Linked DNA regions of Mus musculus: region 1 is linked to region 2. A link is a contact called in public Hi-C data. All regions are on one chromosome and are shown on one strand. The core of a region is the stretch at or near the end of the contact, and the rest is flanking DNA. Distances in the headings are between cores, read along the strand shown.

The links. Hi-C and Micro-C count contacts between places; a contact is called where the count stands out from the background.
Region 1: a contact with region 2 is called in a Hi-C map of CD8 T cells, with 5 times the contacts expected there. The contact joins two enhancer-like sites. A contact is called at or near these places in 14 of 39 promoter capture datasets (3T3-L1-derived adipocytes, the HPC-7 cell line, HPC-7-derived erythroid cells and 8 more), 4 of 15 datasets of contacts at CTCF or cohesin (the G1E-ER4 cell line, embryonic stem cells, large pre-B cells and 1 more), 108 of 484 Hi-C or Micro-C datasets (the AML12 cell line, B cells, the Ba/F3 cell line and 53 more), 28 of 115 datasets of contacts at active chromatin or transcription factors (the HPC-7 cell line, T-cell acute lymphoblastic leukemia, bone marrow-derived dendritic cells and 18 more) and 2 of 9 other capture datasets (adipose tissue and liver).

What each region holds. Positions count from the first base shown.
Region 1 is chr11:99,123,099-99,125,798 of GRCm38.p6, forward strand. No RefSeq gene overlaps it. Among named protein-coding and RNA genes, the nearest start is that of Ccr7, 31 kb to the right of the region's middle. Within about 2 kb of position 1,288, at least 45 of the 459 cell types and tissues checked have an H3K27ac peak or open chromatin away from gene starts, as enhancers often do. A contact at or near this core is called in CD8 T cells and the N1E-115 cell line, where this site is marked.
Region 2 is chr11:98,967,859-98,970,558 of GRCm38.p6, forward strand. Rara (retinoic acid receptor, alpha) reads left to right here. Exons shown (of 9, transcript NM_009024.2): 4 at 187-328; 5 at 2,299-2,459; 6 at 2,635-2,700. Among named protein-coding and RNA genes, the nearest start is that of Gjd3, 14 kb to the right of the region's middle. Within about 2 kb of position 1,268, at least 82 of the 459 cell types and tissues checked have an H3K27ac peak or open chromatin away from gene starts, as enhancers often do. A contact at or near this core is called in CD8 T cells and the N1E-115 cell line, where this site is marked.

The DNA of each region.
Region 1 (2,700 bases), core at 38-2,537, 160 kb after region 2:
ATGCCCCTCGCTAGGAATTGCTTTATTGCTTTCTAACGACCATCAGAGCTAGCTCAACAGCAGTGGTTTACAAACTGTGAGGGGTCAGCTTCAGGGCTACATGTTATTCACACCCAGAAAATCAACTCCCAGGTCCTTGACAATTACCCAAGGAGAAGGTGGGGGGGGGGGAATGGGGTTCACTGCCCAGCATTCTGGATGGAACCATAGGATGTCAGGAAGTCTAAGGCCCAGGGAGCAGAATGAATGGTGTCCAGCTTGAGCTGTCAACGACATGGTCTTGAGTTTGACTTCTCTCTTCGGAGGTCTCAGCCCAGAATGACCCCAACTGATAACCAATACTGACCTTAAACTCCTGATCCTTCCTGCCTTCTTCTGCTGAGTACTGGAATGTATAGCCATGTGTCACCTCCCCTGGTTGGTCCTGAGTTAGAATTCTGACGTTGCCACTGACTAGCCTTAGACAAGTTACTTTAACTGAGACATCATTTTTCTTTGCATCTATAAGGCAGAAAATGATAGTGATTCTGACCCCCCCATAAAAATGAGAGGAGGGGCGGAGAACTGGATAGGCAGTTAAGAGCACTTGTTCTTGCAGAGGACCCAGGTTTTATTCCCAGCACCCACAAGGCTCACAACTCCAGTTTCAGGGGACCTGACACCGTCTTCTGACCTCCGAGGGCACCAGGTACGGATGTGGTACACACACAGGCTAAACACCCCTGCACATAAAATGATAAATCTCACAAAAAGATTTAAAAGGCGATGGGGAGACTAAATGAAGAATTATTTATTATAGAGCAAGAGATGGGGATAGGACTAGGTGATAGATGTTTCGTCAGCATGCTCACTTCAGTGGCTTAGCCTTAGTTTCCATCTCAGCCCTGTGCACATCCTCCTCTGCTGAGTCTCCATAAGAGACCCCATTTCAGGTTCTCCAAAATTTCCCTCAGCATCTCCTTGTCTCTCTGAGGCCAAATAGTAGTAATCTTGGTGCTGAGACCTTGAGTCTGATAGTGTTTGGATGCCCCCTTGTGGGCAGTTGTTTTCATTTGTGCTTTCTCAGCTAAAGGTGTGCGTGTGTGTGTGTGTGTGTGTGTGTGTGTGTGTGTGTGTGTGTGCACGTGCGCGCGCGCGCATGCGGGGGTGGGGTGGGGGTGGGGGCCTCTGTTTCCAGATAAAACAAGGATATCCCCTCACCTTCCTTGCTGGCTAAGGAAGGGTGGCTTTACGGACTCTCCGCTTATCTGTATGTTGTAGATGGGAGCTGCATGTGCTGTGGGTGTGATCTCATGTGTGTGCCCTTCTTCCCATGTGATCGTTTGGACCCGGCTGTTGTGATACACTCTGATCACTTCTGCTCGTTCAGATGGACAGTCATCAGGTACTTTCTGAAGAAGCACCAGAAATCAAGACAGAATTATCTGTACCCCCTTCACTCTTAGATCAGATAGACAGCCAAGTACATCACTACATCTCAGAGCCTCCTAAACTGCAGGGAAGCCGCCTGGCAGAGCCGACTGCAGCTGATCCCTGGCTCCCCTTCATCTGTGGGGTTTGTATGAAGGACATGCATGAGGTTTTAGAAGAAAGCAAGGCTGTTTCTGAGTTTCTTCTGGCTTACACCAGGGGCTTTGGCCACGATACCCCACATATTCTATCGACTTTGATGTTTTCTGATCTTTATTCACTCTGCCTGAGGAATTCTTTTTCTTCCACCCTTCAGTCACGCTCCACCCGCTTCCCTGAAGAAATGAGAACCAGATTGCGTGGTTTGAGCAGGAAAACACTGGCATCCTCACACTGGCCACGGGTGAATGTTTCTCTGCTCCCACCCCTGCCTTGCTGGGAATCTCCAGCTGCCCAGAAGTGACATGGCCAAGCGGGTGGGGGGTGGGGCGGCGGGAGCTGAACTTTGGTGAGCGTCTCATGGACCCAGTTCCTTTTACATTTGGCCATTTGAGGGTCCCTGTGAGGATACCACCGAGCTTGTGAAATCGCAATTCTAGTTCAGCAAAATGCACACTCATCTGGACCTCTGTAGGTGACCCCGCTGGGCATATAAGAAGAGCCTTCTGCCCTGAAGAGGACCCAGGAAGCTCTCAGAGAAAAGAGACGGAAAGGCAATGACAATGAAGCTGTTTAATGTGGTTCAGACACTTGTACCGTAGAGGTGAAGGTGTGACCAGAACATTGAGTTGTCCTTTCTGTTGACATTAGTCTGGAGGAAGATGTCAGATAATATGCCAAAAGCCTGTAGGTGACTCTACATTTGATTATAATCAGAATATATAGTTTACTGAGTGACTTCAGTCAAAAACCTAACTTCTTTTTTTTCCCCCAGTATGGTTGAAAAGGCTAACACTGAGCATGGACAGTGTCTGTCTGTCTGTCTGTCTGTCTGTCTGTCTGTCTCTTTCAGATTTTGGAATAGGATTTTGCTGTTTCCCAGGCTGGCCTTGAATTCACTCTTGCAGCCTGGACTTGAACTTGTGACCTCAGGCCCCTGTGGAGATACTATGAGGATGGCCTGACATAGGAAGTGTGAAGCGTTTATCTGCAGGGCACACAAGCATCAGAACCCACATGAAAAAGCTGTGCCCCTGGAACCTCAGCTCTGGGGAGGTAGAAAGGAGGCTCTTGGGGGCTTGCTGCCCCAGCCAATTGGTTCAGTTCAGGGAGAGACTCAGAAACTAAGGT
Region 2 (2,700 bases), core at 18-2,517:
GAAGACTCCAGGCCAGCCTGTGAGATAGCGACAGGCTTGGGCTCTCCCAGAGAGCATCTTTTCAAAAGAGTCATCCTCCCCCATTTTTCTACCATTATTACATAGGCCATAGCAAAAGCTTAGGGGTAGCTGCTAGGCTGCTCCCGCTGTGGGTGTGGATAACCCGTCTCCTTCTCCTGTCCCCAGGGCTTCTTCCGACGAAGCATCCAGAAGAACATGGTGTATACGTGTCACCGGGACAAGAACTGCATCATCAACAAGGTGACCCGGAACCGCTGCCAGTACTGCCGGCTGCAGAAATGTTTCGACGTGGGCATGTCCAAGGAGTGTGAGTGTCGCAGGGCCAGGGGCCAAGCCCCGCCCAAGGTGGGGCGTGCAGGGGTGCTGTGTGTGTGTGTGTGTGTGTGTGTGTGTGTGTGTGCCTGTGTATACATGTGGGAACATGTGTGCCGCGGCAGGCGGGCAAGCTTCTAGTTAAGGATGCTTTGTAGATAACACCACAAACCTGGGAGTCTGGCTGGCTGCGTGTCCATGGATCGTTTGGTGTTAAGCCCAGAATGCACAGAGCGGTCCCCTTAGCATGGTGGTTGCTTGCATGCCTGCTTGTGTATGGGGTGCCTGCCCCCAGGATAGCTTTCTTCTGGGTTTTGCTTGGCTTTGGGTGTGGCTCAGTAGCTTATCCCAGTCCCTCCTGTATCTTAAGGGAGAGGCCTGAACTCGAAAAGGTGTGAAGTTGGTCTGTATGTATGGGGGGGCTGACATAGGACCCCCTGAAGCCATTGTCTGGATAAACCTGGAACCCTGAGTTGGAAGAGAATTGGGCTTCTCAGATCCCAGAGGAAAGGGGGTTTCCAGTTTGGGCTCAGCTGAGGCCCTGACGGAGGGAGGGACAGAGGGGAGGGCTGGACGGGGAGACCCTCTTGTGTTGAATCATGGGTGTTGCCGTGGTGACCAGTGATTGATGATGTCAGAGATAAATGACGCTGACAGACGCCTCCTTGTCTGCGTGGCCGTTGCCATGGAGCCCGAGCCTTGGGGGATGAGGTGGGGGAGGGGGCTGCAAGACCCCCTCCAGCCCTTTGTGGGGAGGGGTGCTGAGAAAGATGGTTCTGACTAATGCACCAGCAGCCCCAGCCAGGAATTGGGGAGCTGGATATCCTGCTGCCTCCTGTCACCAGAGACACGGGAGTGCTGGTCTTGTACTCAGGAAGTAGTGACTAGTGACGGTCCTCTGCAGAGTCTGTGACAACTTGGGACGTGCAGAACTGAGACCTTTTGGTAAAGGGGCCGTCACTTCCTTCTCCCTTTGCCCCACCTTCCTTCTTTGAACTATTAGAACAGGACGAGGGTGGGGACCCCCTCTCCTTCCCACAACAACTCCCCCTTTCTTTCTCTCCCTCCTCTCCCTCTCCCGGCTGCTCCGTGCCCCGGAGCTGAGCAGCTGCCATTTCAATAGAATTAAAGCTTCCGAATGATAAACGTCTTGTCACAGCTGCAATTTTCTCTTCCCAAATTATCCCCCACTCTGCCTCTCCCTTCTCTCCCCTGCACTTTATTGAATTTGCAGAATCGACATGAGTGATCTCCAAATTATGCCAGCTTCCCCCCCCATCACCCCCCCCCCGTCCCCTCCCTGGACCCCCACCCCCACCCTTCCTTCCTCCCGCGTCAGCAGCCGCCACGGAGGCCCTGTGAGTGATTGTGTGTCTGGGATAATCGGCTGGTAACGACCCCATCGCTTCTTTAAAGCCCGAGCGGTGTGTGCGGCTCAGCGCCCCCCTCCCAGCGATCTGTCAGCTCCCCGGCTAATGGGCCAAGAGATTCTTCTGCCAGGGGGCCCCCATTCTCTGGTTGGGGAGCCTTATTCCCTGCCTGCCCAGGGAAGCTGCTTTGAGCCAGTCTTAGGAATCCCCCAGGGAGATCGCTGCCAGGAGAGCTGGGACAGCAGGGATTCCTGGCAGGCACCAAAGCGGGGACTCAGTGTGTGTGACTGCCAACCTGGGCACATGTTCTTAGAGTGTGGGCTGCTGCCATGGGTGCATGACGACAGGGTACCACACACTGGCGGAGGGCATATGTGCACATGTGTGGTGTGGCCTCAGCCACAGTCCCAGGCCCTAAAATAGGATTTAGGATATGAGTCAGACAGGTTAGTGTGGGGCACTGTTTTGTGGATCTGTCTGTCTGTCTGTGTGTGTCTGTCTGGGTGGTGGACAGCATAGGCTGGACGACCCCGAGCCAAAAGCAGTCACTCTCTAACCAACCCATGTCCCCCCTTCCACCCCTCCCTCCCCCCAGCGGTGCGAAACGATCGAAACAAAAAGAAGAAAGAGGCACCCAAGCCCGAGTGCTCAGAGAGCTACACGCTGACGCCTGAGGTGGGCGAGCTCATTGAGAAGGTTCGCAAAGCGCACCAGGAGACCTTCCCGGCCCTCTGCCAGCTGGGCAAGTACACTACGGTATGCCAGCCGCGAGGGGTACTGCACACCCAGGCCGCCTCTGCTGCCCTTCCCCTGTCTCCTCCTACACTGTCAGGAAGTGTAGGCTGAGCAGAGGGCGAAAGGCAGCGAGCGGCCAGGCTGAAGCGGGTGCCAGTGCCGTAGCTGAGGCCCTGACCCTCCCTGCCTCCCCCAGAACAACAGCTCAGAACAACGAGTCTCCCTGGACATTGACCTCTGGGACAAGTTCAGTGAACTCTCC